6 separate regions of the Mus musculus genome follow, and all the other regions are linked to region 1. A link is a contact called in public HiChIP or PLAC-seq and promoter capture Hi-C data. All regions are on one chromosome and are shown on one strand. Each heading gives the region's core, a stretch centred on a gene start, on an enhancer-like site or on the middle of the called end of the contact. The rest is flanking DNA. Distances are from core to core; before and after follow the strand shown. Region 1 holds the start of Cgrrf1 (cell growth regulator with ring finger domain 1). Region 2 holds the start of Ktn1 (kinectin 1). Region 3 overlaps Fbxo34 (F-box protein 34). Region 4 overlaps Atg14 (autophagy related 14). Region 5 has its middle 240 kb from the start of Gm34499. Region 6 holds the start of Dlgap5 (DLG associated protein 5).

Evidence for each region. Promoter capture Hi-C pulls out the DNA fragments that hold promoters and counts their contacts. HiChIP or PLAC-seq counts read pairs in DNA pulled down with a chosen protein or histone mark.
Region 2: a promoter capture Hi-C map of pre-B cells shows a contact between it and region 1, with 4 times the contacts expected there. The contact joins the promoter of Ktn1 here to the promoter of Cgrrf1 in region 1. A contact is called at or near these places in 5 of 39 promoter capture datasets (the C10 cell line, hippocampal neurons, liver and 1 more), 1 of 484 Hi-C or Micro-C datasets (CD4 T cells), 1 of 115 datasets of contacts at active chromatin or transcription factors (memory CD8 T cells) and 2 of 9 other capture datasets (liver and macrophages).
Region 3: a contact with region 1 is called in a promoter capture Hi-C map of liver, with 2.2 times the contacts expected there. The contact joins the enhancer-like site here to the promoter of Cgrrf1 in region 1. A contact is called at or near these places in 2 of 39 promoter capture datasets (the C10 cell line and liver), 2 of 115 datasets of contacts at active chromatin or transcription factors (bone marrow-derived macrophages and memory CD8 T cells) and 3 of 9 other capture datasets (adipose tissue, liver and pancreatic islet).
Region 4: a contact with region 1 is called in an H3K27ac HiChIP or PLAC-seq map of microglia, with 5 times the contacts expected there. The contact joins the enhancer-like site here to the promoter of Cgrrf1 in region 1. A contact is called at or near these places in 2 of 39 promoter capture datasets (the 3T3-L1 cell line and liver) and 1 of 115 datasets of contacts at active chromatin or transcription factors (microglia).
Region 5: a promoter capture Hi-C map of liver shows a contact between it and region 1, with 2.2 times the contacts expected there. The contact joins the enhancer-like site here to the promoter of Cgrrf1 in region 1. A contact is called at or near these places in 7 of 39 promoter capture datasets (the 3T3-L1 cell line, 3T3-L1-derived adipocytes, hippocampal neurons and 2 more) and 1 of 115 datasets of contacts at active chromatin or transcription factors (astrocytes).
Region 6: a promoter capture Hi-C map of pre-B cells shows a contact between it and region 1, with 4 times the contacts expected there. The contact joins the promoter of Dlgap5 here to the promoter of Cgrrf1 in region 1. A contact is called at or near these places in 8 of 39 promoter capture datasets (the 3T3-L1 cell line, the C10 cell line, the HPC-7 cell line and 4 more), 2 of 484 Hi-C or Micro-C datasets (B cells and CD4 T cells), 3 of 115 datasets of contacts at active chromatin or transcription factors (bone marrow-derived macrophages, effector CD8 T cells and large pre-B cells) and 3 of 9 other capture datasets (adipose tissue, liver and macrophages).

Annotation. Positions count from the first base shown.
Region 1 is chr14:46,830,645-46,835,570 of GRCm38.p6, forward strand. It overlaps Cgrrf1 (cell growth regulator with ring finger domain 1), which reads left to right and starts at 1,490. Exons shown (of 6, transcript NM_026832.4): 1 at 1,490-1,735. The coding sequence starts at 1,632.
Region 2 is chr14:47,647,136-47,651,630 of GRCm38.p6, forward strand. It overlaps Ktn1 (kinectin 1), which reads left to right and starts at 2,176. Exons shown (of 39, transcript NM_001347527.1): 1 at 2,176-2,304.
Region 3 is chr14:47,501,787-47,506,582 of GRCm38.p6, forward strand. All of the region lies in intron 1 of Fbxo34 (F-box protein 34), which reads left to right. Gm35166 (a long non-coding RNA gene) reads right to left here. Exons shown (of 2, transcript XR_383410.3): 2 at 1,158-1,538. Among named protein-coding and RNA genes, the nearest start is that of Gm35166, 4.0 kb to the right of the region's middle. Within about 2 kb of position 2,980, at least 12 of the 459 cell types and tissues checked have an H3K27ac peak or open chromatin away from gene starts, as enhancers often do. A contact at or near this core is called in adipose tissue and liver, where this site is marked.
Region 4 is chr14:47,539,549-47,544,130 of GRCm38.p6, forward strand. Atg14 (autophagy related 14) reads right to left here. Exons shown (of 10, transcript NM_172599.4): 10 at 1,345-3,595. The coding sequence ends at 3,289. Among named protein-coding and RNA genes, the nearest start is that of Atg14, 27 kb to the right of the region's middle. Within about 2 kb of position 2,248, at least 44 of the 459 cell types and tissues checked have an H3K27ac peak or open chromatin away from gene starts, as enhancers often do. A contact at or near this core is called in microglia, where this site is marked.
Region 5 is chr14:45,981,084-45,985,323 of GRCm38.p6, forward strand. No RefSeq gene overlaps it. Among named protein-coding and RNA genes, the nearest start is that of Gm34499, 240 kb to the right of the region's middle. Within about 2 kb of position 2,573, at least 21 of the 459 cell types and tissues checked have an H3K27ac peak or open chromatin away from gene starts, as enhancers often do. A contact at or near this core is called in liver, where this site is marked.
Region 6 is chr14:47,416,078-47,420,281 of GRCm38.p6, forward strand. Dlgap5 (DLG associated protein 5) reads right to left here and starts at 2,330. Exons shown (of 19, transcript NM_144553.2): 1 at 2,032-2,330; 2 at 259-494. The coding sequence starts at 493. It also overlaps the pseudogene Gm8353.

The sequences.
Region 1 (4,926 bases), core at 240-2,739:
AATTGTTCTTTTCTGATTTGTATCTTCCAAAGCATTACTTTATTTATTTTTTTTCTTTTCTTGCTTCCTCTCTTCTTTACACTTTGGGAAATGTTTACTTTTCTTTCATTACATTATATTTACTATGGCCCATGCTTGCAGAGGTCTGAAGACAACTGTATTCTCCTTTTACCACGTGGTTCCAGAAGGTTCCAGTTAGGTTGTCAGGCCTGGTAGCAAGTGCCTTTAGCCATCTTGTTGGCTTACATCTTACATCTCTTTACTGTAGGTTCAGTGGGGGTTGAGTGGGGACAAAGTCATTCCTATGTATTTAATGTTACTTTACCTGCAACTTATGTTTTTGTTTCACGATAAACATCCCTTTTCGTTTTACTGTAATAAAATTGCCTTCAGATTGGCTACCTGCAATGGTGTGATTGCATCTAACACAGTATTTCTAGACTCTAGTCTCTAAAAAAAATTAAATATACATAAAGTCCTACCTCCATGATTTAGCCTAAGTAAGTAAATTAGCTTTATGGATACTCACTGCAGTGCTTGATGTGGTAGTAAAAAACATTCCAACAACCAAGCATAGCTTAAATAAACATACTTTTACAATTCAATATCTACTAATGAGAAAATTTACATAGAAACAAGCTTAAATAGCAGTACTCCAGAAAACACAAGGCTATTTGGTCAAGGTCACTGGACGAAGCTAACTCTTCTTTTTGAAGCACACATTTCCTGGTGACTTGAGAGCATGGCATGAAACCTTTCCTTAAGCGTCCTAATGTCCACTCTCCCCTTCTTCCTCAGTAACAGGATCGGATTTGTGATGGGAGGTGTTTCTCCTGTTTATGCTGTAACTAGGGATCACATTAGGGCTTAAGTAAAAGAAATATAAAAGTGGTTTTAGGAGAAACTTCCGGGAGGCTTCTTTGAGGCACTGATGACAAGAGTGAGGAAAGGAAGCAGACATTAAGCTACTTCCTGTACTAAGATCTCCTAATAAACAAACAAAAATTAGTTACTAAAACCTTCAAAGATCTGGCTAATTCTAATTGGAGAAGAAAAAAGAGGGCCGAGGGAGTACGTATGCCGATTTTCCTTTGAATAAACTTACTTTGCAAAGGTTGATAAGGTTACAAAAAATCGCTCGCGGTAGTGACCTCTTTTCGGGTTTTCCGCGACAATCCGCAAATCGAGACCATTCCTTTCGTAGACCATTCCGTCGCGCCGATGCCGGCCCTTGTCCCATTCCCAAATTTGTCTAGGGTTTGCAGGGTTTCCAGGATACCTCGTGTATCTGAGGATCTGCATTAACTTAAATTTTGGCCCCAGATGTCAGTTAGGAATTTGAGAACAGAGCCCGGCTGGCGGAATTCTCTCAGGCCACCAATCCTGGGCGCAGGGCAGGGCGGAGCTGGTCCCTCCCTGTTACGTAGCCAGTAGTCGGGACCAGACGAGGGAGGGGCGTGGCATACCTGCTATCAACCTTGTGATTGGCATTCCGTCTCCAGTGGCCGCGGCTGTCAGCTGCCCAGAAGCCTGGGCGAGTGAGGACCTACAAAGTTTGTCCGCTCCGGGGCGCCATACCGGCTCGGGTCCGGGCCAGCCGGGCTGGGCTGGGCTGAGCCCAGGAGACCCCGATGGCCGCAGTGTTCCTGGTAACGCTCTATGAATACTCGCCGCTCTTCTACATAGCGGTGGTCTTCACCTGCTTCATCGTCACCACCGGCCTGGTATTAGGATGGTGAGTGTCCAGGGCTGGGAGTGGAGGGCGCGGGGACCGCCGGCCCGGTGTGGGGTCCGCGCAGAGGGTTCGGGTGACTCCGGGAGAGCGGTCACCGCCACCGAACACACTCGGCCCAGGCCAGGCTGCTGCCCCCGTGGGATGGGACCGCAGGGGAGAACTTGGTCCTGGTGCGGGGGTCAGAGTGCGTGTCCCGAAGGCTTTGTCCCGGGCCCCGGCCTACTTTGTGCCTAGCGGGGACCGGTCACCGGCCCCGCAGGCGCGCAGACCTGACCCAAAGGAGCTTGGCTGTTTATGACCCGAACTGACCCTTGCTTGGTCCCAGATCTTTCAGAGGAACTTTTACCCGAATTCTGTATCTACCGATTGCTAATTGAATGGCTTCTTGATGCAGTCTATTTTTTTGGAAGTGATCTTTAGTTAATAAGACGTTTTTAGAAAGGAGCGAGATTTTAGGAATAAGTTATTCTGTGGGGTGGAGGCATTTTGCTTCTAGGAGAGTTACATAACCCAGGAACAATTCTTTCAGTGTTGAGTCTCCGGTATCCCTCTTGAGGAGATGCAGTTTTATCATGTTTAGGCTTATAAAACACAGCTGGTTGAAACCACGGGACTAGCCTACAGCGGTTGCTCTCTAGACTGCAGCTTTCATAGCCCCTTGAAAAGATGGTGAACCCAAATGTATTGAACAGTGGCTCTAAATGAGCAAGAACCATGGCTGGAAGTGGACCGTACAGAAAAGGACATGAGCTGTTACAGTTGGGGAACGAGTTCTCTGAAAACTATGTGAGAACGGGAATGCATTTGCAAGAAGAACAAAGCAAACAGGTTTGAGACTGAAGCGGGCTTTGTAAATCAAGCTCAAAAATACCACTTGATTACATATTCATCGTTACTTTAAAGACTTTAACAGGTCCCGGTCCGTTTCTGATAATAGGATCTCCTTTTGGAAAAAAAGAACATGTTAATATTTCCACTTGACCCCGAGTTACAGCGTAAAACTCCCATGTTGTGGACAAGATAAGATGAAGTCCAGTCTTAAGTTGTTTTCTCTTTAAGACAGGTGGTTTCCCTGTAGCATAGTATGATTGCAGTCCTGTTTCAGCATCCCAAGTGCTGGGAATATAGGGGTGTGCCACCATACGTGGATCACTCCGTGTTATTTACTATTAACCTTTCAGGTTTTAATTGCTGTCATTTACGTCAAGGAAGTTTGTAATTAGAATTAGTGTTTACCACTTTAAAAAAAAAGTAGTCTTAATACACAGTTTTTAAAGAACTACAACACTGGTATTACTCTCTTCAACCTAACTTTCCTCTCTAAGGAAATTATCTAGTTGATAATTGCACTATATGCCTTGTTAAATAGGCCACTGGGGGAAGTGGATAAAATTCATATTGCACGTAATGTGGCATCTAAGGGTAAAAGGAAGACGGGTGTGTGTGTGTGGGGGGGGGGGAAGACAGAGAGAGACAGAGACAAGGAGAGACAGGGAGACAGACTTTGGAGTCAGACAAACACAGGTTCACGCCACGTTTAAGGCTTGATTTGAATCTATAATGATTGTTTACTACCTGTGTCAGTAGGAGGTTTACAAGTGTTGCAAGTTTCTATTGTGTTATTTCTTGAAGTCTGGGCTGAGCACTGATGAGGCTGCAAGACCTCGTCAGTAAGCACCAGTCACCTCTGTCCTTATTTGAACCTAACAAGTCATGGTGAACCTAACCAACCATTCTTCCCACCCGGCTTAGCTTCACCTACGTAGATAAGCTTTTTATATTGTTATTTGCAAACTAAACCAAGGCCGGATTCACCTGCTAGAAATGATGATAACTTGGTCACCATGTTAATCTTACAGACATCTTTCTAATATCCCAACCAAGGCAACAGGAGTGAGCTAGTCAACTTGCTACACTTTTCGTCCTTGTCATTGTGTATCGGTCATATCTGCAATGTAATCTCTATTGGTTATCTGTTCTCACGTCACGCGCTGGGTCCTTGTTTCTTGCTTCTCTCCACTGTGCTGCATCTACCTGTGTTGGTGAGCATTGCTGAAAGAGCAGGAACAGCTGGCTATTAGACCCCAGTAACAATAGCCAAGAAAAGGAAAAAGAAATCACACAACAGGACATAACTGTCTTCTAGCCTCCATAGTGGCTTCTGTGAGTCCCAGCAGCACCCGTCTGTCGAATACTCTCAAATACCTTACTCAAATAATCCAGAATATCAACTTGGCAGCGATTCCCTGTCACCCTGGCATCACAGTTCAGTGAGGGATTGTCCGTCAGCCTTACTGCACCCCCCTGTATACTCTGTTAGTGAGTCTGGGACAGAAAACCGTATTTCTCCTTTGTTAGATGTCTACCATAATGCTTCACTAAGAAAGGATACAGACTGAAGTTTACACAGGCCTCGGGGCACACTGCTTCTGTTTACTTGCTTTTCTTGTATGTCTTCCTGTAGCAATAGTGCTTCACCCTGGCAGCAACTCTGGTCCCAGTTTATAATTTTCAAGTCTCCTAGATCAGCCTCATTTCATTATATTGGAGTCGCAGCTGCATAGTGTCCCAACTCCACATTTTTCTTTGTTCTGTTACTTTGTCTTAGGGATGATAGCTTGTGGCAGAGTCTCCCACTCTAGGCAAGCACTCTACCACTGAGTCACATCTTCAGTGCTAGTTAATAACTTTTAGTTAGTCTATTTCTTTCTATTCACATAGTTGATGGGGTTCTGATCTTCTGAGTGGACTATGACTGAGTGTTCTTGGGCAAAATCCCATCAAAGTTGGAGCTTGTCAGTTGGGTTAATTACAGCTTGGACACCCAGTTGTTACTGGGATATTCTTCAGCCCTTTATTAATGAGAAATGAGATCCTAGGAATCCATTGCATGTAATGGCATTGTAATTAATTTAAATAAAGATGCATTCGGTTGATTGTGATGGAGTGGTTTCTGAATTAGGTGCCTGGGGGAGCAAGTCTGTACAGCGCGTGGCTGTTGATGGCAGTCACAGCGATTCTGAGAACTGAGTGCACACCAGTGCTATGACACCTGTTTTGGGTTGCTTGGGTTATTTACAGGACGAAAACAAACGTGAAACTCTCAAACCAACTCTCAGAGAATCACAGAGTTATGGAGAGCTCCAAACCACTTTGTTCTGGGTTCCATAGTCAACTTCAAGGTTGGGTTA
Region 2 (4,495 bases), core at 926-3,425, 820 kb after region 1:
ACAGTTCCTCTGTTTGAGAGCTGGTTCCTTGTAGATCTGCAGCTGAACTTTCTGAGAACCTTCTTCCTCCTTTATTCAGATGAAGGCAGGCATCCTTCCAGCCTCCCTTCCAGTACTGTGAGCTGCTTTACTTCAATGCTTATCTCTGCCTTCCCTGAGCTGGCTGAGTGAGATACAATCTCTTACTCAGATGCTACTCTGATCTCTACAGAACTCCCCAATTCTGGGAAGCCTACATGGTCAAAACAGGAATGGGCAGGCGCCTCTTCATCTATCAATATATTGCATGCCTTCAAATCTTCCCCAAAATCCGTTAAGAAGAAAACTGGTACAAGCTAAAAGCAGTAAACTGTGCTTTTTGTCCGGGGGGGGGGGGGGGGCGCAGGGGGGAGGGGAGAAATAGTCTTTCGGTAGCTACATTATACCTTATAGTTTTCAATAAGGTTTAATTTCTGATTGTTTTAAGAGATAACTCAGATGGGGAGTGCTAATTCCTTTTAGCAAGTTAGTTGTGGGTTTCAGCGACATGGACATGACATCGGTGAGTAGTGAGCAGCAGTCACAGTTAATTATAACTTAGGTTAATTATGTGTGTTAACTATAGTTAATTATGTTACATTTTACTATACTTCAAAACTTAGAGGATTAGTCTTAAATACCAATAGGGCTTGCCACCTGTAACATATCTAGTACATCTTTTTGTTTTGATGTGAGCAATTAGAAAGCTTATAGGAAGGAAGCATCCAGCTGTTCCCCTTTGAGAAGTCAAAGTTCATCCGAATAGAAGTGGCTGGCGCATTTATACTTCTGTATCGACTATAAGAAGTAAGACGTTTGGAGGATTGCTTCCCTAAAGACCATGCTACTATGTAACTTACGAAGGAACCTATGTATCATTTGTATGCAAATGATGGTGTCCTTTTCCTAATGTCAGAAAAAAAAATCTAACTGGAAACTTTTTTGTGGGTGGAGGGGGCGCAATTACAGAGTTGTTTGTAAGCTATTCAAGAACCTTTACATTCCATTACAGAAATGATACAGTTACACTTTGTATTAAGCTACTAATGGCCTCACTTCCCAACAAAGCCAAATCTTCTGGCACTTACAGGTTCAAGAGACAGCAGCTCAGAAACAGTGTTTTGCTGGCCTTGGAGCTGGTGAGTGCTGAATAATACTCATGAGAAAGGAAAAGAGCAAGCTCCTTGAGAAGTGGTGATTGGACACTGGTGGAATTCTCAATACCTCATCAGGCTGTTGCTACAAACGCTTCAGCTTTCATTTCTGCTTTGAAGAGCTCTGAAAGCTTGGGCGGAAATCATTCGAACGCAGACAGATGCGCAGCATTCTTGTAACTAGCCTATGATGAGGACATTCTCTGTTGTTAATGTTGAGACTTATCTGATGCTCCAATCATTAAGGATTGCTCCTGGGTAATGGTAATGGTGAGTCTGATTCTATTTCTCTACCCCACACTCTAGAAGCGTGCCAATCATTTGGTAACTTTTGAGGAGAGTTTAGAGTATGTTGTAGATATGTTCAGGGCAGTGACTGGCGTTGTCTGAGATAATAATAATAATAATAATAATAATAATAATAATAATAAAACACTAAAAAGCAACACCGGAGAAAAAGCTTCCATCCTCGCAGCAAAGAGCAGAGAGACGCAGAGATTCTGGTCAACCCCTCTTAGCGCTGCAGTTTCTAGTTATTTAACCTTGCTTAAGGAATGGCCAGCAGCCAGCAAGCATTGCAGCCTTACAATATTTGCACACAACTTATTTAGGTCGGCTCTATAAATTCCTCGTTTTGCGGATTTCGGAGGAGAAATCCCAGCCGTGTGTGTGTGTGTGTGTGTGTGTGTGTGTGTGTGTGTGTGTGTGTGTGTGTGTGTGTATGTCTAGCAACTTGGAGTACGGTTAAAAGGAATCAACCCGTGTCGGGGGCCAAGTGGTACTTTTGTGCGAGGGTCACGTGAGACCAAGGCCGACTGGGGGAGGCAGAGTAGGGTTGAATGGATGAAGGGATTCCGCAGGGACTTCCAGGCGGAGGGTGACGTCTCTGCAGCCCAGCGCGGGGCATCTGGAGGCCGCCGGCTGCGCGGACCTGTCCCTTTAAGGGGCCGGTCTCCGGGCCCCTCTGGCCGCGACGCCCGGACGTGCGGAGCCGCCCCGCCCCGAAGCCGCCCGTTTCCTGCGGGGCGGCGCGACGGCACCTGAGCTACTGCGGCGGGGCCTGGGAGCGCGCTGACCAGGAGGTAGAGCTCGCGCCGCTGCATCGTCCCGGCCTGGTACCCGGCTGCGCAGGGTGAGGAGCAGGGCCGGGGACTCCAGGGCGCGCGGGCGCGGGGCGCAGGGCGGGGGGCTGCGCTCGCGGGGTAGGCCTCGCACGGAGGTCGCAGTGTGCAGCGTCCGCCCAGGCCGCGCCGCCGCCGGCCCGCTCCGAGGATCCGCCTGCGGGTTCGGGCTCCAGGGTTCTGGCTCGGCGATCTCCCCGTGGCTGCAAGGTCCGATCCCAGGTCCGCGAGTGGCCGGAGCTCCCCGGCCATCTCCTCTGAGGGCGAGGTCGATCCGCCAGGGCCGCGGGGTGACCGAGGAGCCTATTTTTAGCTGGGCTCGCAGGCCCCAGGGCGGGCTGGCGGATTAAGGCTCTGATGAGGGTGACCAGAGGGAGCGCCTCGCCTCGCCTCGGGCGCCCTGGGCTCGGGCTGGGCCACGCGTGCGCCATGCTGGAGCGGCTCTCCCCTCGCTTGTCCCGGAGCGCCGCCCCTCCCACCACCCGGTCCTGGGAGTTAGGGGAAATCCTGCGAAGTTCTCCCTCTCTCCCAGGGGTGTGTCCGCCTTGGTGTCCAACAATAGAATTTGGGGTGTCCCGGATCTGGCCGCTTTTGGCGTAAGGGAGCAGAGTTCGGCCATCCGAGACCGGGGCTTGGGAAGCAGCGTTCTCTTCTTTGTCCGGCTGCCTCTCGGTTTAGGTCAAAAAGTGCGCTGTTTAGTGTCTTCGGGTCCTTCTGGGAGGAGGCGGAAACCCGGATTCTAACAGCAGGGCCACTGCTAGAAGTGGATTCCTTAGCAGCTATGTGGATTAGCATAGCTTCAGAAGCTGCGGGCCGAATAGAATAGTTCAAAGTTTTGGAGTGTTCTGAGAAATTGACAGCTCCACACCCAGGTAAAGAGGAGCTCCCCAAAGGTGAACTAGACATTGAGTTGTGTAGCAGGTGACTTAGGGGTGATTTAACTTTTTTTTTTTTTTTTTGCCTGAATTAGGTTGCACTTGTTTTCTCCCCTCACCCGCAAGCACTGGCAGCAGTGGCTCTGGTGTGGGTAAAAGCATTTGGTGATGAGACCTGAGATAATCTGTCCATGCTGCCCTGGGGCATTCCGGCTGACCTGTGTTCTGTATGTGCCGCGGTAGCCTTTCATATCTGATGTGTTGCTTGGTAAATAAGCCTCTTTCCCATTCCACCTTTCTTTTAGAGACCTTACACGAAATAGCTAGGCTTAATTATGTAGGTTCTTTCCCCATGCCAACCCTGAGTTAGAAACGTCTCTGAATTTTGTAGCCCTCAGTAGACATACATGTCTTAATTATCAGGTGCATTAGAGAATAAGGTGTTCTACATTACTGAGACACACACTCAAATATATCGGGAAAATTCCTCAAGTGTATTAAACACTTTAATATCACAAAGGATACCCAGTATATAATCCTTTCTTGATTCATTGTCAGCATTATGGAAAGCCGTTGGTTTGTTTTATTTTATTGGTATATTTCTATGACCTCCCTAAGTATTAGCAGCCTCTTTCTCTGATATAGTTTCCCCCTAAACAAATCTAATAAGCAAAATCCACACAAACCCCTCACCCCCCGAGCAGTGTACAGGCTTGCTAGTTTGTAGGTTTTGATCTTTTGTTAGATTTTGATAAAGACCTAACAAGTAAAGGGCTTGTTCTGAGGCTCAGCTTCTAGAGGACGCATGGTAAGATTGACCGTCAGTCAGTCTTTAGCTGGAATTTTACTTGAACTCTTTGGAGGATGTATCGTTTTTCCAGGGAGGGACTCACTGGGGTCAGCCAGAAACTTGAGCATGCCATATATACTTTTGACACCTCTAGCCCTCGAATATGTATTTTTGTTTGTATGCCTACTATGCTTTTTTTTTAATGGCCAAATTTTTAATTAAAAAGATTTTTTCAATACTTTGTAAAAAATAAAAATTAGTAAACTCAGTGGTTCCAGGAGAGTTTGCTTTAGGAATCTGACCTCATGTGTAATAAGGAATGGCAGGAGGTGGGGGCGGGGGAGGTACAAATGTTCAGGTGTTTGAAAGTAACCTCTTACGCATGTGGTTTTAAAGGTCTCTGAAGGCAAATCCAGAGTATCCCTAGAGACCAGAAGTAACTGTCCAGAAGTCGCAGTGACCTCTCATGTATAAATGGACTGCATCCCCCATCATTGCTGCTCCAGTTCTAAGGGACAGAGTCTGGGGTGTTCTGAT
Region 3 (4,796 bases), core at 1,730-4,229, 670 kb after region 1:
CTAGTTTGAAAAGTTTGCCTCCGACACTCTACCTTCCTTTCTTCCCTCCCTCTTCGTAAAGAAATGTTGTCTTATAGTTTTCTCTTGCTTTTTGGTTGCTTGAAGCCCAAAGCCATTTGAATGTATTTTGTTGCTGTTGTTTGGACAGGATCTTTCTGGATCTTAGGCTATCTGGAACTCTCTAATGGAACTGACTTCATAGTTGGGGCTCTCCGCTTGAGTCTGCCAAGTGCCAAGATCACAGAGCTGAGCTGCCCTGCCTAGCTGAGTCCTGCCTGTGTGATTGGTTCTTCAGCCTCAGTGTGTGAAATGTTTCTGTCGGATAGTACTGAGGGCACTGGCGCTGAGGGAGCCTGTCATCAGGGAACTGTGGCCTAATCATTTTGTTGGTGGCTTTCCTTCTTTTTTTCAGTTTCTCTTAGTTTTATTTTGAACACAGGTCACTGGATTTTCTGAACATATCATACAGTGTTTTTATTTTTACTATTGAGGATGTAGTTTCTTTCTCTCCTTTCCCTCCACTCTTGTTACATTTGCGGTCATGAGATTCTTGTGCTCGACTCTTCTGGTAGATCTCCCTCCCATCTTGCCTTCTTTTCCTTCCATGGTGGCTGTTGTGCTGCAGAGGCTGGTGATGATCTAAGACCCTCCTGCCTCTGCCTCCCAAGTGCTCACATTAGAGTCCTGCCCCACTTCCCTTGTCTCCTTATTTTATCTTTATTCTGGAGACATCTAAACTCTTTTTTTTTTTTTTTTTTTGAGACAGGGTTTCTCTGTGTAGCCCTGCTGTCCTGGAACTCACTCTGTAGACCAGGCTGGCCTCGAACTCAGAAATCTACCTGCCTCTGCCTTCTGAGTGCTGGGATTAAAGGCGTGTGCCACCACAACCGGTTTAGAGATGTCTAAATTCTTGATTTCTTGTTTCATGGTGGAATTGGATAGGAAAGCTCTAAATATGCAAATAGGACTTAACAGCTAATGTTAAGTTCCACTGTTGGGTAACCTGCCAGATTTCGTTTGGAGGTGTCTTACTTTTTTTTTTTTTTTTTCTGTGATTGAATTCCCTAGTGACTTCCCATTTCCCTCAAAGTGACTGTTAGCCTTTTAAGAAGAGCATTGGTAGATGGAGCTACGGTCAATGATATGTTAAAGGCAGCTCATATGAAAGAAACATTTAATGGAAAGATGGCTTAGCAGTTAAGAGACCTGAGGACCCAAGCCCAATCCCCAGCACCCACACGGTGCTCCCAACAGTCTGCAGCTCCAGTCACACGGCGCCTCTTCTCCTCCTCTGCTTTCCTTGGCGATGCATGTGCTTGTGAGTTTGTTAACTTTGGCCTGAGTAATAAGTAACATTCGATAGCTTGGGACACTTCAGTAAGACGCTTGCACCACTGAGTCAGCACACGCTGCAGAGACACACGTTTGTTGGGTGTTTACCACTTTACTGTATATCCTGGGCCAGGGTCTCTGTACTTGATCACTGTGCAGGTGTTAGAGGAACTTCTCTTCCTCTCTGAAGGCTCCAAAATTGAGTTCTGGTGACAAACCACAATAGATTAGCAAGAGAAAAGGCATGCACATTTTTGTATATTCTTCCTAGGGACACTGGAAGCTGAGGATACATGCAGTTTTTGAGTATTTTGAGTAAATGGTTTTAAGGGAAGATTAATAGCCACCAAGAACAGACAATAACAGTCAGGGGCAAAGTTCATCTGAGCTCTGGACATAGTGTTATCCCAGCCATCTTTTCCTGAAAGTCACTCTTTCCTGTTCTCCAGGTTATAGGGAGGAGAACTTAGGACTGCCATTCCTTATGGAAGAACTTTAGTCAGATTAGGAACTCCAGAGATGGAAGCAAGTTAGAGACCCTGGTTTTGAGATTGCTTTTATAGTTTTAAGTTTTATTTAGCATGTCAGCATGCCCAGCTCTGCAGCGTTACCTCTCATCACCTCTGAAGTCCAGAGAACCATCTGTTGTAACGCTCTCAGAGGACCCACAGCGTATTGCAAGGGGGGGAAGGGGGAAGGGCAGATAAGTATACTGTGACAAAAGAGAGAGAAATCGGATAATGTCTCAGGAAGATGTTGGCCATTCCATTTTAGCCTTCTCCTGCTACCTGTTTGTTTGAATTGTTAGGTGTGTGTATGTGTGTGAACACACATATGTTCATATTATCTTTCATCACCTTCTAGTTATTGATGCAGGATCTCTCTTTGAACCTAGAGCTCACCAATTCTGGCTAGCCTAGCCATCCAGCTTGCCCAGGAGTCTGTGTGTCTCTGCCTCCCAAGTGCTGAGATTACAGGCAGCTGGCCAGCCTGCCTGGCATTCCCTAACTGAGGGCTGGGCATCTGGTCCTCACACTTGTCAGGCTAGCGCTTAATCACTGAAGCAGCTCTTGTCCTTGACTTCCTGTTTCTGTGGCTTTGGGATGATGTTCTCTGATGTTTACCTTACAGCTAACTCAGTGTTCTTCAGCATCCGAGTCCTTTACCTCATGTTTTTGTTTCCAGAAATTCTTGATAAAATAGGTAAATGACTTCAGCTATTAAAGGGATTTCGAAATAAGCCTGGCCAACCTCCAATTGGTTTGCAAGTCAGGAAAAGACTTTGCTTATTGTGGAGGGGAATTTTTCACTTTCTTGAAGTGTATCTGTAGTGGTTGTGAAAGACCCCTGTTTCTGGGGAGACTCTTGCTCAAGTCCCGGGATGAGCCGATGCCCCAATAACTGGAGAGAAACCATTCTTGATGCAATATCTATCGTATGAGGTTTATCAGCATGCTGAGGCCAAGCTCATAACCCACCCAGGGGCAGAGAAGATCGGCCCCCAGCAGTTGCAGTCGAGGGCTTTTTGGAAAACTGAATGACCTGTGGTTGCTTGTTTGCTTATGAGTATGTGGGAAGAGGAAGCAGTGTCAGAGCACACTGTTTGCTCTTCAGAAGAGCTGGAACCGTGATATCTCACTGTTGCTAATTCCTTAGCGATTCCAGTTGTCCGTCAGTGGCTGGCTCGAGTGACCCAGTCACTCACATCCACTCTGGTAGGCAGTTAACTGCTTTACTCTAGTGAGAGTTTGGGTCTTAGGCATCATGGGAATGGCCTGCTAAGACGGCCAGTGCCCTTCACTTCAGAGCAGGCAGGCCATGTCATATTCCACTACTGCACATTCTCCTGCCTTGTTTTTACTGACAGATCCATGCATGACCAGTGAAGAAATGCCATGGGAAACAAGGTGATGATTTAAAATGGAAACAGAACTTCAGAGACAGAGGCAGAACGATCATTACAGATTAAAACAAGCTTGGCACTCAGTCTCAAAACATATGAAAAGGAAAGGAGGTGAGAAGGAATGAGGGTGTAAACTTCTGGGTCAATTAAATTCTTAGATTCCTCTATTAAGGAGTACATCTTACCTCTTTTTTGGTTTTGTTTTGGTTGTTTGTTTCTGTGCTGAATATTGAACCCAGGGTCTTGCGTGTTAGGTTACCACTGAGCTAAATACCTATGTTTCACACACATGGTTTAATTTTTCAGAAGATGTTTGTGGTTTGAGACAATAACTATTGTAACTAACGTGAGTAGATACCTCAGAGTCCCTTGCAACACCGTACATGTGGATTCCACATGGACCCAGGTGAAAGTGGGCATTCAACATTGTGAGGAATGGTGGTGGTTTTAGTTTCTGTTCTGTTGCTGTAAGGAGACACCATGACAAAGGCAACTTTTAAGAAAGGACATTTAACTGGGGGCCTGCTTACAGTTTCAGAGGGCGAATCCATCATGGTGGGAACATGGCAGCCAGCAAACAGGCATGGCACTAGAGCCACCACTCTGAACAGAGGCAGAGAGAGAAAGCCCTCCAGTAACACACTTCCTCCAGCAAGGCCGCGCCTCCTAAACCTTCCCAAACAGTTTAACCAACCAGGAAAACGAGCATTCAAATACTTGAGTCTATGGGACCCATTGTCCCTTCAGTAACTACAGTAAAGATCTACTTATAAGAGTATCCAGTTGCTAGGTTTTTACAGTCTCTGTTCCTCTTTTCAGTCTTCTGACACTATTGTCTTTTGCAGGCGAGAGGTTTTTGTTATTGTTGTTGTTGTTGTTCTTACCCCTAGCTGATGTGATGAAATCTAGGTCAGACTAGACATGGCTAATTGCTGTTTTCAGACCTTGTAATTCCCAGTGCTTTCCTCAGAAATGCTTCTCTTTTTGGAAGGAAGGGGTGGGCAAGAGGATTGGTCCAAGTTTCTTTACAAGCGTATGTTCAAGACCATCATCTGTGGTGTCTGGAAGGACCTCCTCCAGAACTTTCTCCATGTGAAAAATCACCTTGAATTGTGTTCATCAGATTTCCTTCAGTGAAAAAGTGGGATATTCTTGGTTATGAAACTGGCCTGCATTTGCCTTGGCATTGCCTATGTGAATTTGAAATACAGAATCTATAAATAACGAGGGACCTTTGAAAACATGGTCTAGAGAGACCTATACCGGGCTTTTCTTATTTTACTTTTGCTGGAGTGAGGATTGAGCTTGGAACCTTGTGCATACCAGGAAACAGTCCATCACTGCCATTACTGCAGGTTTGAAAAGCTTCTCCAGGCCCTGGGCCTTGTGGCTAGGACAGCGTGTAGTTGAGCAGACCCCTTAGCAAGCTCTTCTGTTAGCCTTAGAGGTAATGTGGGTAGCCATGGTGGGAGAGCCTGAGCCTGCTCCCAGTTGCTTTCACAGAGCACTTCCAACAGTCAGGATGGCAGGAATGTGCCAGCTTGGGGTCTCTGTTCACAGG
Region 4 (4,582 bases), core at 998-3,497, 710 kb after region 1:
ATTTACCATTTTAATTCTTTAAGTTTATCCCAAGTTGCCAGGGTAACCCAGTGGGTGAAAGCACTTGCCAGCAAGTCTGCAGACCCGAGTTCAATCCCTGGGCCATAGTAAAAGGAAAGACTCACCTAAGTTGCCATTTGACCTCCATACATGTGTGCCTGCCCCACACATATATGCACAAAATTTTTTTTTTAAAACTGTTACCCTGATAGGTTTTGTGTTTATTAAAAAATTCACTTAATCTTTTCCAGGCTATTTTCTCACCAGATGCTTGAGTGCTCATATATCATGCCTAGGTTCAGACTTCCTTTTCGGAAGCGCCCCCACCCCCACCCACCGGGAAGTAGTCCTTTTCTTCCCACTGTTCACTCCCTGCCCCAGACAAATGTAACTGGATGAGAAGTTTCCCCTTGCTGGGCGTGATGGCACTCGCCTTTAATCCTAGCACTTGGGAGGCAGAGGCAGGAGGATTTCTGAGTTCGAGGCCAGCCTGGTCTACAAAGTGAGTTCCAGGACAGCCAGGGCTACACAGAGAAACCCTGTCTCGAAAAACAACAACAACAACAACAAAAAAAGAAGTCTCCCCTTGCATTTGTACACTGCGTGGTAACTTGCTTCTGGTTGCTGTGTAGGAAGATGAAGCCGACATTCTCTCTGAAGAGCTTTCCATCCCAGGTAAAGCAACGGATGGGCATGAGTAACCTTCAGTGTCCTTCCTACAGGCCACAGGGGTGACCCGTCACTGGCCCTCTCCACCTCTAGCCAGCTCCTCCATATCACCTGGAAGCTACTGCTGCCTGTCGGAGAGATTAGTTACAAAAAGGATTCTTGAGAGCTTGCCGACTCCTCGAGGCCTGGGAAATGCCTCTGACATTTCCTCTTGCACTGCAAAAGCGAGAGCAGGCCCCGTCTCAGAGGCTCATTCCTTTCCAGATCAAGAACAGAGAATGAAACCCACAAGTCATAAGCAACTATTGTTTGCCAAAGTTGAGCCATCATCATTAAAGCAAATAACCAGTCATTTTAAAAACAACTTTCTTTTTCTTCTTTTGGTTTTTTAGAGACAGGGTTTCTCTGTATAGTCCTGGCTGTCCTGGAACTCACTTTGTAGACCAGGCTGGCCACGAACTAAGAAATCCCCCTGCCTCTGCCTCCCGAGTGCTGGGATTAAAGGCATGAGCCACCACCGCCCGGCTAAAAAAAATTTCTTACCTAGCAAAACATTCTTTAAAATGTATCCTTTAATTTCTATGAAGTACTCCAGGTTAGCTTGCACTTTTGCTGCTACCATCAATGTAGCAGCAGAACTAAATAGGAACTGGGGGACAGACACACACAGCCAAGTACTGTTAAAGGATTTATTGCAGTAATACAACAAAGGTTTAGAAAACATCTGTGTGATCAACCTGACCTGGAAGTTTCAGTCGCAGCAAGGGGGTTCTGACGTTGCAGCTTTCCCAATGCACACCTGAACCCCACCCAATGCTGACCCCCATACCATGGTAAGTTACATTTCTTGGTTCTACGTAAGACCATGTAAAGCAGCCCATGTGGTGCCTCTGAGTGTCTATTAGTATTACCTTGTTCCAAGAAATCATTTTTAAATGGAAAACATGATCAACTTCTATGGCTTTCGGTTTAAAAAAAAAAAACAAAACACCAGCTTCATTTTTTTTTTTCTAGAAAGCTGTTTGTGTACGGTTCTGACACCTACACAAAAAGTTTTAATGAGCAGCAAAGAGTGTAGGAACCAAACAGTGGTTGAAATGTGTATTTAAGACTATTTACAACAGGTGGATCCAGTGCAAAATAACAAAACCCCAAGGACTTGAGCAGCCTAGGCAGTCCGTGCTGGTCACTTACTGTGAGGGACGATGACAAAAGTGCCTCTGATTGATATGAAATAAAACAAGGCCACCCAGCCCTGTGCTTTCTGCAACTGTGGTTAAATTGCTGTAGGCGGTAGTTGGTGGCCTCTGCACTTTCTGTAGCTTCCTCCCAGCGCACTCAGTCTGTAAGTCCTAGAAGTAGGTGGTAAAACACGAGCCCAGCAGTCGCAGAGCTGAGCACAGAACAGACTCCAGCCGCCTGCTCCACAGCTGGGTATCTAGAGCTTGGGAACGTGGGGAACCTGGGCAGGATGAAGTCCTTCCTACACTTCTAATAACTGCCAAAGCGCCACAGCACCTCAATCTGCAGGCAAAGTACCAACCACAGTGTGAGTCAACAGAAGCCAGGGCGTGGCAGACTGCTGAAGGACCTGGCTGAGGTACCATCACACCAGTCACAACAGGAGGATATGGTGACAAGGCCAGGGGAGGGGGGTGCTTTCTCACAGGACTGCAGGAGTCTGTTACACAGAACTTCCTTTTTGAAGTTACTAAAAATAAAAAAAGAACTCCTTATGACTTGAACATAATGCCTCTCTTTTTATAGCTTTCTATAAGATTGTCATTAGAATGACCTCTGAGGAAATCCCTTGATAGCTGAGCATTTCCTGGGACAGCTGCTCCGCGCTACACTCTGCATAAGGTGCTGTCTTCAGTCTCAGAGACCCCAGGGACAAGAAGACCTCAGGAACAAGAAGGAAGAGTTCCCTGGAAACACCTGCTACTAGTTAACCCCACCACCACCACCAAGGAAGAAACCGGACAGCAAGCGAGTGACCACGTAAGTGTTCAGCCAACGCTCGGGTAGCATTTAGCCCATCCAGGGAATGATGGAGGAAGTGAGTGTAGTACAGACAATCCCAATGACTTATCTCCCTTCAGAATACAAGAGAACTGTTTAGACATCTAACCATCCCAGCAGACTCCCCATTCGCAGATATGGGTCTACAGAAATAAAGAATTTGGTTTCTTTGGTGTGTAGTAGGAAATCAGGAATGTGACGCACAATGACTGACAATAAGCAATAAGCAATAAGCTTTCATTTCCTCCTTCCCCAGACAACCACCTCTCCCGGATGAGGCCAAACTGCTGCTGGCCTGCTGGCTGGTCTCTCAAGAGGATGACAGAAAAACAAACTCAGCCTTTGTCTTTCATTCCTCATTACCAAGAAACACTTCTTTGTGATCTGATCAAAGCCTAGGACTTAGTGTCAGGGAGACTCTGCACCCAGGAACCAGCATACTGAGGACCTGGGCCCAGGAGCCCCGAGCTCAGGCCCTGACACTAATCTTGTCCTGGCGATAGCTTCCAAGCTCTATCGCAACTACACAGACAAGGTTATGAGAGTGCAGTGGGAAAGACTCTGAGACACAAAATCAGCATTTTTGGTCCCAACTCGTTAGCGGTGTCCAGTGTAAGCTTTGAACCAAGAGGTCACCGAGGCCGCAGCGGAGGAGATCATCCCACCAGCGCTGCTGCTGGCAATGGGTGGGGACACCTGGGTGCTCTGGCTCTGGGACACTTCCACCGGCTGGGAAGGGATGTCACAGAATCGGGGGCTTGGCAGGTTCTCCCAGTCTGTGCCCAGGTCAGTCTCCTCATCGCTTACACGCTCATCTCCACTCGCGTCTGATTCTCCAGCAACTCCAGGGTCCACAAATTCCATGGACTCCTCGAGGTCTGCTCGAACTTCAAAGGGTCCTGACCTGTGTGCAGACAGAGGGGCTTCGTAAGACACCACCGTTCTCCCACCCCCACAGTTCTTTGAGTTTGACATTTATTGGATATGAAAGAGGAAAGAGACTCACCTTGCTGCATTTCCTTCTGCGTGAATGTGTGTGCGAAGGTGCGAGTGTGTGCATGTGAGTGTGTGCATGAATAGCAGTCAATGAGCAGAAGGGAGCAGGCATGCATGTGGAGGCCGCAGGACAGCTTTCAGGAATTTCTCACCTACTTTTTTTTTTAGAACTTGTGCACACCAGGCAAGATGGGTGATTCTCCTGTCTGGCCTTCCATCTCACTACAGATGTGGCCACCTCATTCACCTGGCTTTTTCCATGGATTCGGGAAACTGAATTTGAGATCCTGTGCTTGCACAAAGAGCCCCTTAGCCCACTGAGCTCTGCCCCTAGCCCCATGTCTTTATTCATGATTGAGAAATCTGACTCCCTTGTCTATCTTTTTACTAGGTTTCTTTTCCATTACTGATTGAAAGACTGACTCTAGATTTTTATTTTCTCTACTGTAGATGTTGCAAACCTGTTTATCATTGTCTCTTTAAGGTGTGAGGCCTTTCTTACTAAAGAGAGTGAGTCCCTGCACAGTAATGTGTGGCTCCTCTGTTTTACTTAGTTTTGAGTTTAGGGCTTGGTTAAAATTTCTTTCCCTACCCTATGAGTATAAAATAGTCTTTCCTATTAGGTTTTTTATGTAGTATTTTAAACAGGATCTTTTATATGTGGAACTTGTTTTTATATATAGGATACAGCACGAGGACAACTTTTCCCTCCCTTGAAAGCCAACTAGGGAAACCCTGTTGAGCATCATCATGTGACTCAGCTGAAACACATCTGCGGGCACATCATCTGCTTCAAGACCCAGCTCTCTTTTCTATGGTATGCATACTGTTTATATGTTTATATGAAGGGTCTATAAATATAAAGATATATAGGGTGTGGTCCTTGAGATGAGCT
Region 5 (4,240 bases), core at 1,323-3,822, 850 kb before region 1:
TTTGCTGGTGTATCTTAGTCATACATGGCAATGGGTGTCATTGTGACTCTTTCATGAGTGTCTATAATGGACTTGGATCCTTTCCTAGCCATTTTCCTCTCCTGTTTTCTCCTCCTCTCCTCTTTCCAAAGGGTCCTTTCTACTTTCAAGTCCTAATACTTAAATATATATAATATATAATATATAATATATAATACTTGATTGTGAGAAAATGTGATACTACTCTGAGTTGGCATTATTTTATTTTAATGATCTTCAGTCCCAACCATTTTCCTGCATACATAATTTTATTTTTATAGCTAAATGATACTCAATTATATATGCATACAACACTAACTATTCACACATTGATGGGCATCTCTGCTGGTTCCCTGGATTTCGTGAACAGTGCCGTAGTAAGCATTGACTCACAGGTATCTCTGTGGCATACTCAGCTGCATATACCAGGCATGGCTGGCTCAGCTACTTTTAGTCTTGAGAAACCTCCACAGTGGCTATTCTGCTTTCTATTTCCACCGCCAAGAGTGCGGGTTACACTTGAACACTTCTCATGTGCTAAGCAAATTCATGAGCGGTGTGCTTCCATAATGGCTTTGTTTCCTGGTCCCAGCAATGATCTCACTCAGAATGACCTGAAATGTTGAGGGTATTCATATTCCATACATTGTCTCATGGAAGGAGAGGGCATTTGAAGTGTCTTCTAAGAGGGACAACAGACAGCTCTGCAATTGGCTCTCTGGAAAAGGTGCTTGCTGCACAGACATGAGGACCTGAGTTCACATCCTAGCTCCCCATATAAGAGGCTGGCAGAGTGTGTCTCTGACACAGACAGGCAGATCGCTGGGCTCACTGGCCAGCCAATTGAGTAAGTTGGAGAAATCCAGGTTCAATGAGAGACCTGCCTCTGTAAAACAAGGTGGAGGGAGATTCCCAATGTCAGCCTCTGGCCACCACGCGAGGTCACATGTGCAAGCACTCACACACATGTGTGCATATGCATGCACACACAAAATGCACATGTGCACACACACATACATCCACATGTATACACACATGCATGTAAACAAGCATATGACACATGTATATCCACATGCATACACATGTACATGCATATATGCGTATTCATATACACACATGAATACACGTGCATACACACAGACACAAATGAAAAAGCAACAGTTGCCTGACGCTACTTTCCCTCCCCACATTTGCTGTTTTGCATATTTTGTAATTATTCACTAGTTGTCTCTTTATTTCTTCTAACCATCACAGGGAGGGAAAGTAATCTTTCTGCTTAATCCCATGGTGTGGGGTGACACTCTTATAAGGCAGCAAGCCTCTCTACCATGGTGTAACAGCAGGCCTCATACTCCACACCCCATCTCCATAGGAACCAGGACTTTCCCAGACCAGGGTTGCAGTTTGGGTCCTGAATATTACGACTGGGGAGGGAGTAGAAGAAACTTCCATACTGGTGCCCTGAGGTAGAGAAATCAGAGTATGATTCTACTCCATCGGATCTCAGACAGGACAGAGTTTTCAAAGCAGCACCCAGGAATGCTGCCAATAAAGTCAAAGGGCCACCTGCACAATGGCCCAGAGGAGACAAGTCAGAGTTAGAGTCTGGGTGGAACTGAAGGATGGAAGGTCAGGAGTGATAGAGGAAACTTTTGAACCACTGCAAGAATGAGGTGCAGCACGGAGCCTGTCCTTCATGAATTGGCCACTGACTAATCAAAAGCAACTTGTAAGTGTGGCAAAATGATTAAAATACACTGCTGGGTAGATCCAGTGTACAGCCCACCTGATTGCCTGTGTGGAAAGGAACTTCACAAATGCGTTTGCTTTCTCAGTGCGTTCTGCATTCTAGGAAAGTGCTCTACTGCTGAGCTACAGCCTCAGTCCTCCAAAAGACCTATGAATAAGAGACACATCTAGCTCTACATCTTTAGTTGCCCACCAGTACTGAGCTAGAATCGATGGGAAATGAATGTATGTACGCTACTTTCCCTCCCCACATTTGCTATTTTGCATATTTTGTAACAGTTTGGCCAAGCGGCTCAGACAGCGGCAGCAAGTGGATTTGGCTTCTCTCTGTGGCTGGGTGAAGAACGAGTAAGACAATGGCTGCTGGAAGTTCACAACCAACCCAGGGACAAACCTGGGCCTGTTCCTGATCATCAAAAGCCTAAGAGTCCTTGCTTCACACTCCCTCTGACTCTTCATCTTCATGGGGCAGGGGCCTCGTGTTCTGCTTTACAGTGTGGTTGCTCTCGGCTCCCAGCCTGGGTAGGGCAGTGGTATTTGGTTAGTGTGGACTTTGTTCTAAACTCTTCTGGCTTTGTTTGTGTTGTGGAAACTCTGGCTCGTACTCTGCTTTGATTATTTCACATCCATGAGTTATATCCAGAAATCCAGGGTGCAGGCTCATGGAAAAAAATACCTAAATTGATGACTAATTTGACATCAGAAGTTTTTCAACCAGAAAAAAGTAGTGTACTACAGAGTAAGCGGGGCCACTCCACCCCTGGCCTCCTGCCCTCTGCTTGGAGTGAGACTTTCAAGTGTTCCATTGAGAGAGGCTGGGGAGTCACGGAGAGGAGGCCCAGCTATGGGCCCACACAGCAGACAGCCCTGGGCAGGGCACAGTGCTCACTCAAATTTACTGGGCACCACTTACCAAAGCTATTATGAAATACAGTCATAAGCTAGGCTCCGTGACACGTGCCTGTAAGACAGAGACAGGAGGATCACTGCAAGTTTGAGGGCAGCCTGGTCTATCAGTGAATTAAGGACCAGCCTGGGCTTTGTAGTGAGACTGGCTCAAAAGACCAAAGGGGTCTGGGTGGGGGTGGGGTGGAGGAAGAGAGAGGAAGAAGAATAAAAGGAGAAATGTTTGTTATTTGAAAATGATGGTTTAGGAGTGTGTGTGTGTGTGTGTGTGTGTGTGTCTGTGAGTATGTGTGTGTGTGTATGCGTGTAGTGTGTATGTGTGTGTGTGCATGTGTGTGTGTGTGTGAGTGTATATGTGTGTGTGTGTTTATATATGCATGCGCACTTTTGTATATATGAAGGTGGACAGGTGAGGACACCCTTGGGTGCCAGTGCTTACATCCCAACTTGTTTCAGACAGGATCTCCTGTTGGTTTTCTCTCTTCGTGCCAGGCTAGCTGGCCTGCAAGCTTCCATCTCTGCTTCTCATCCCGTCTCCCCATAGGACTGCGGAGTGTGCCACGGCGCCTACGTTTTGTGAGTGCTGAAAACTTGAACCAGGTCGTCACAGCACATGGCAAGCACCGCATCCACTGCGTGCTCTCTGAAGACCTTTTTCTTTTTTTTTTTTTTTAATTGTCCACATTTTTATTTTTACACCATAAGGAATAATTTCCATCTCACTCTCCCTATTGCTTTGCCAGGACACAGAGAAATGTCTGTGCTCAAAATGAAAGGCTCTTGTCTTCTTGGCTGAATATCAAGATTTTCCCAGATTGTCAACTCCTTAAGAGAGGAAAAGCATAAAAGCCAGCTGCAGAAGGGCAGAAGTGAGCTAACACGATCCAGGTGTTTCTAGTTTTCTCCCCAAAGACAGGAGCGTGTGCGCATGCCCTGTCGATCCTATCTGTGGGGCGCTGCCTGATAGCATCAGCCTGGCGATCATAGTTTCGATAGCAGCTGGCGAGTGGATCCCCAGTGTGTGGCAGCTGTAGCTCTCGGGTCGACACTGGTTGTGCAGGAGCATTCTGAAAGTTCATGACCTTGCATTTATCCTCCTTCCAGCTTGATCCATGCATATAAAAAGGATTTTAAAGTAGTAAACTTGTAAAGACATCTTGGGGTGGCCGTGCAGAGGAAAGGGTCTTCAGTCGCAATTCCACCACTGCCAGCCACGGGTCTACGGCAGTCTTCAACTGTCTGATCCACACAAATAAACCATGCTTCCCTTAATGCGCTAAAATAAAATGAATACATTCTGTTGACACAGATTTATTCACAAAAATCACCTAGGCAGAGGGCTGATACAATGCATTTGATGTTTGAAGGCTTGTTAAATCTGAAGTAACTTTCTAAGTGTATGTAATCTACAGTATTTTACAGTGTATGTGTGTGTATGTGTGCACGTGTGCTAGGTTGTGTGTGTGCATGTGTGTGTGTGGGGGGGTCAGAAGGCAGCTTATGAGAGTTGGTTCTCTCCTCCCACCATGTGGTTCCTGGCGATGGAACTCAGGCTTGGCAGCAGGCA
Region 6 (4,204 bases), core at 1,080-3,579, 590 kb after region 1:
CAGCCCTTTAAATTCCCTCCCAGGTTTCTCTTTTCCTATTTATCTGCATGTGGTGTGCCAAGGGGATGTATGCACACCTTACCCATGCAGGAGCCGGCAAAGTCGGATCCTCAGAAACCTGAGTTACAGACGAACCACCATGCTAGGAACTGACCCCAGGTCCTCTGCAAGAACAGTGAACACTCTCAACTGCTGAGCCATCTCTCCAGACCCCTTGCGTCTCAAAAGTACTTACAGTTACAAAAGACCCTTCCTTACTTGTTTTGGAGCTGGCCTTCTCTGGAGAGAGGTCTTGCGATGTCTCGTGTATATTACCAAGCTCTCGCCCTTCCAGTGGAATGTTGACGTCCTTCAAACCGAAGTGTCTGTTTCGCTCATACACCCTGTGTCTGTTCTCCTTCTGAGACAGAGACTTTCTATGAGCCAAGTTGGTTCTAACCATCTCAGTGCTCGAGTCTTTCCGAAACCGACTGGCAAAACGTGACACCAGCATCCTGCCAAAGAGGAGAAACAGACACCAACATAAATGGATTTTCATTTTATTATTTAAAAAAAGTAAAATAAAATCTCAGGTCAGGCTGTGGCAGGCAGAAGGCTCAAGCGAGCAAATCATGTGAGCTTTGCATAGCCTGGGCTAAAGAGTAAAACATTCTCTCAAAGAGATAAATTAGTAAACTAATAAAAATGATCAAGACTTCAATCTATCTCCTACACCACTCTGCACTTCCTTGAAATGAAAATATTAAAACTCACAATGGAAAAAATATGAGTAGATATGAAAGTAGAAAAGTCATCACAGATGAGATACCACGGCCTATTTGGGGGTTATGAGTAGGAAGTAAGTAAGGTCTGAAACCCACCTAGACCCTTCATCGCAGCATCACCCTACTGTGATGAACACACTCCTGTGACTTTAACACCTGGCTAAAGCTGGCCTGATAAATACTGTGCAACCACAGTCGGAAAACCAAAACAAGAGGGCCTGCTCATGGTCAGTCGGTCTCAGCTCCAAAGGAGGCTGGTGGGAGCTATGTGAAACCTTGTTTTAATCCTCTCCCCACCAAAAGAAAAAAAGGAAAAGAGAGAAAGTGTCAAACACAACTACTAGAGAAAGAGTTTAAGCAAAACTTGTTAACACGGTTGTCTTAGACAGGGTGTCAATTGCTGCAACAAAACACCATGACCTAAAAGCAAGTTGGGGAGGAAAGGGCTTATTCAGCTCACACTTCCACTTTGCTATTCATCATCAAAGGAAGTCAGGACTGGAACTCAAGCAAGGCTGGAACCTGGAGGCAGGAGCTGGTGCTGAGGCCACAGAGTGACCCTTCTTACTGGCTTGCTTCACTTTCTTACAGAACCAAGGATTGCAGCCCAGGGATGGCTGCCACCCACAAGATGCTGGGCCCTTCCCCATTAATCATTAACTGAGAAAATGCCTTACAGCTGGACCTCATGTCGTCATTTCCTCAACTGAGGTCCTTCTTCTCTAATGGCTTGTGTCATGGTGATGGTCAAGTGGACCTCTCAGGTCAGCTCCCCTGCCTGTGCACTCATCTTAAGATTCTCCGTCTAATACTTACAGCAGGTTAGAGAGAAATGACAGCGTCTTCAGGAAAAGCAGAATCCACTGACACTTGTGGGCTATTTTGGGAGGTTACTAGCATACAGGTCGGGTAGAGTCTCATCTCTAATACGCTGTCAATGCTTTAGGATAATCTACATTTTTCATGCCAATTTTTTCCAAAGGTTTTTTTTCTTGTTGTTTATGTGTATGTCTATTTCTGTGTTGGGGTGGATGCATACTGGTGTCCAGTAGAGGGTGTCGGACCTCTTGACGCTGGAGCTACAAGGAGTTTGTGACCTGCCCTACGTGGGATGCTGGGAAGCTAACTCTGCAAACAAGTGCTCCTTCCTAACTGTTGAGCCATCTCACCTAGGCCATTTTTAAATTTTTTCGGGACAGTCTCGTCCCAGGCCATTCTCGAGCTGGTATGCAGCCACGGAGGACCTTGAACTCTTGATCCCACTTACCTGAAGCAGTTTCTGGATCCACAACAATGTCGCAACACAGAAAACTCCACCGATCCGCAGAAGGAACTCCCGGACCGACCCTTCACGGAACTGAAATTTCCCGCTGCCAGCCGCTGATTGGAGGGACTTTTGCCAACACTTCCGGAAGCTCCCGCCCCTTCCCCTCGAACGAGGCTTGCGATAGGTTGGTTCTGTGCGACATTTAAATTGTTTGGAAGGCAAAGGGTTGGGAGCGGGAGGGCGAGGGGGAGGAGGGAGGCGGTAAACCCGCTAGGCGTGGCAGCGACACACTATAAACTCAGTGGGGCGGGCCGCACTTGTTGGCTCTTCAGGCCGGTTTTCTTCTTTCCTTTTAAACGTGTTTGTTTGTTTGTTTGTTTGTTTTGGTTTTTAAGACAAGGTCTCACTATGTCTGGGAACTCACTATGTAGACAAGGCTGGCCTCGAACTCACCGAGATGCTCCTGCCTGTCACTGAGTGCTGCTGGGATTACGGGCTGAGCATCCACGCTAAAAAAAGGCAAAGGTTTTAAGTTAAACGAGATCATTTATTCCATTTCTCCTTCTTTTCTAAGGCAAAATTAACGTCTGCCTTAGAAATCAACTGAGATTTCTAACAGACACATAAACGAAGGCACACATCCCATGAGATATCAAGAAAACAAAAACGCCTGGGCCAGGACAGCTGTGCTGACCATGTGTTTGTAGACTGATCGGTATCCAGTAGACACCGGGAAGATAAATTAGGAAAGAGTTTGTAAGTTTGGCTTTTGCTTTTTCCCTGCCAACATCTTGGGAAAGAGGACCAGCTGCCTGCAGCTCTATAGCAGCACTGAGACCTCTGGGACATACAAAGAGAAAGATGAAGATAGGTAACTGACATAATATTCATGGTTATGTTAGATCTGATGGGGGAAAGAAACACCAATTTCGCGAGTGGCTGATTAAAGCAAGCTATATCTGATTAAAGCAAACTGGCCAGCCAGCTGCGGTCTCCCAAAGTGGAGATTTCAGAGAGCAGCCCCTCACTGGCTTTTGAGGTTCTTTTTATGGGAATGGGTCAGGGTTGCTAAAAAAAAAAAAAAAAAAAAAAAAAAAAGAGCCGTTGGAGATAACTGACTCTTAGTGCCTTTAGCATCTGGGCCAGCGGGAGAGTGAGCCACTCGGGGTTCAAGGCTACCTATGGGGTAGATAAATGCAAGAACACAGCATGTGGAAGGGGAGTCATCACAGGTGTTCAGGAACTTAACAAGGCAAAGGGGTGGGCGTACATCATGGGGTCACAAGTTCAGCATAGGTTGAAAAACATGGTTTGCAGGAAACAAACCTGTTCTTGTAAGGTGTTAAAAGACACCTTAAGACGTAGTAACAGTGTGTGACAATGTGGTTCCTGTTTGGGTTTCACTGTTGTTTTAAAATAGCTGAGACTGGGGGCTGGAGAGTTGCTTGGCAGTTGAGAGCACTTTCTTGCCCTGGCAGAAAACCCAGGCACCCACGTGGTGGCTCACAACTCTCTGTAACTCCAGTTCTAAAAGATCCATCACATTCTGACCTCTGTGGGCAAAACACTCATAGGCAGAAAACAAAATAAATCTTAACCCACCACCACCACCCAGGGACCCAAAACTGAGTCTCTATTGGCCTCGGCTACTTGAGGGGAGTGAATCGGGAGGAGTGGGTGGCACCGATCCCGGGCGGCGGCCGTGCTTCACAGGTTTGTAGGTGATGGAGAACTCGCCCAGGTAGTGGCCTATCATCTCTGGTTTGAGCTCCACCTAGTTGAAGGTCTTGCCATTGTACACGCCCACCATGCTGCCCACCATTTTGGGCAGGATGATCATGTCCCCTCAGGTTTGTCTTCACCACCTCGGGCTTCTCCATAGGTGGCGCCTCCTTCTTGGCCTTTCTCAAGGGCTTGAGCAGTTAGTTCTGCTTCCGCCGCAGGCCAAGGTTCAGGCGCCGCCTCTGGCGGGTGCTGTACAACTGCATCAGCTGCTCATAGGTCATATCGAGGTCCACGCCACCGCCACCGTAGGTGAACTTGCAGAAGGTCCACTTCTTCTGCTGCTCCACTTCGGCCATCTCGGCAGTTACTCCGAAAAACCAAAATAAACCTTAAAACATTCAATAAGTAAGCTTAAAAAAAGGAAAATGCGGAGACTATACTGTATATG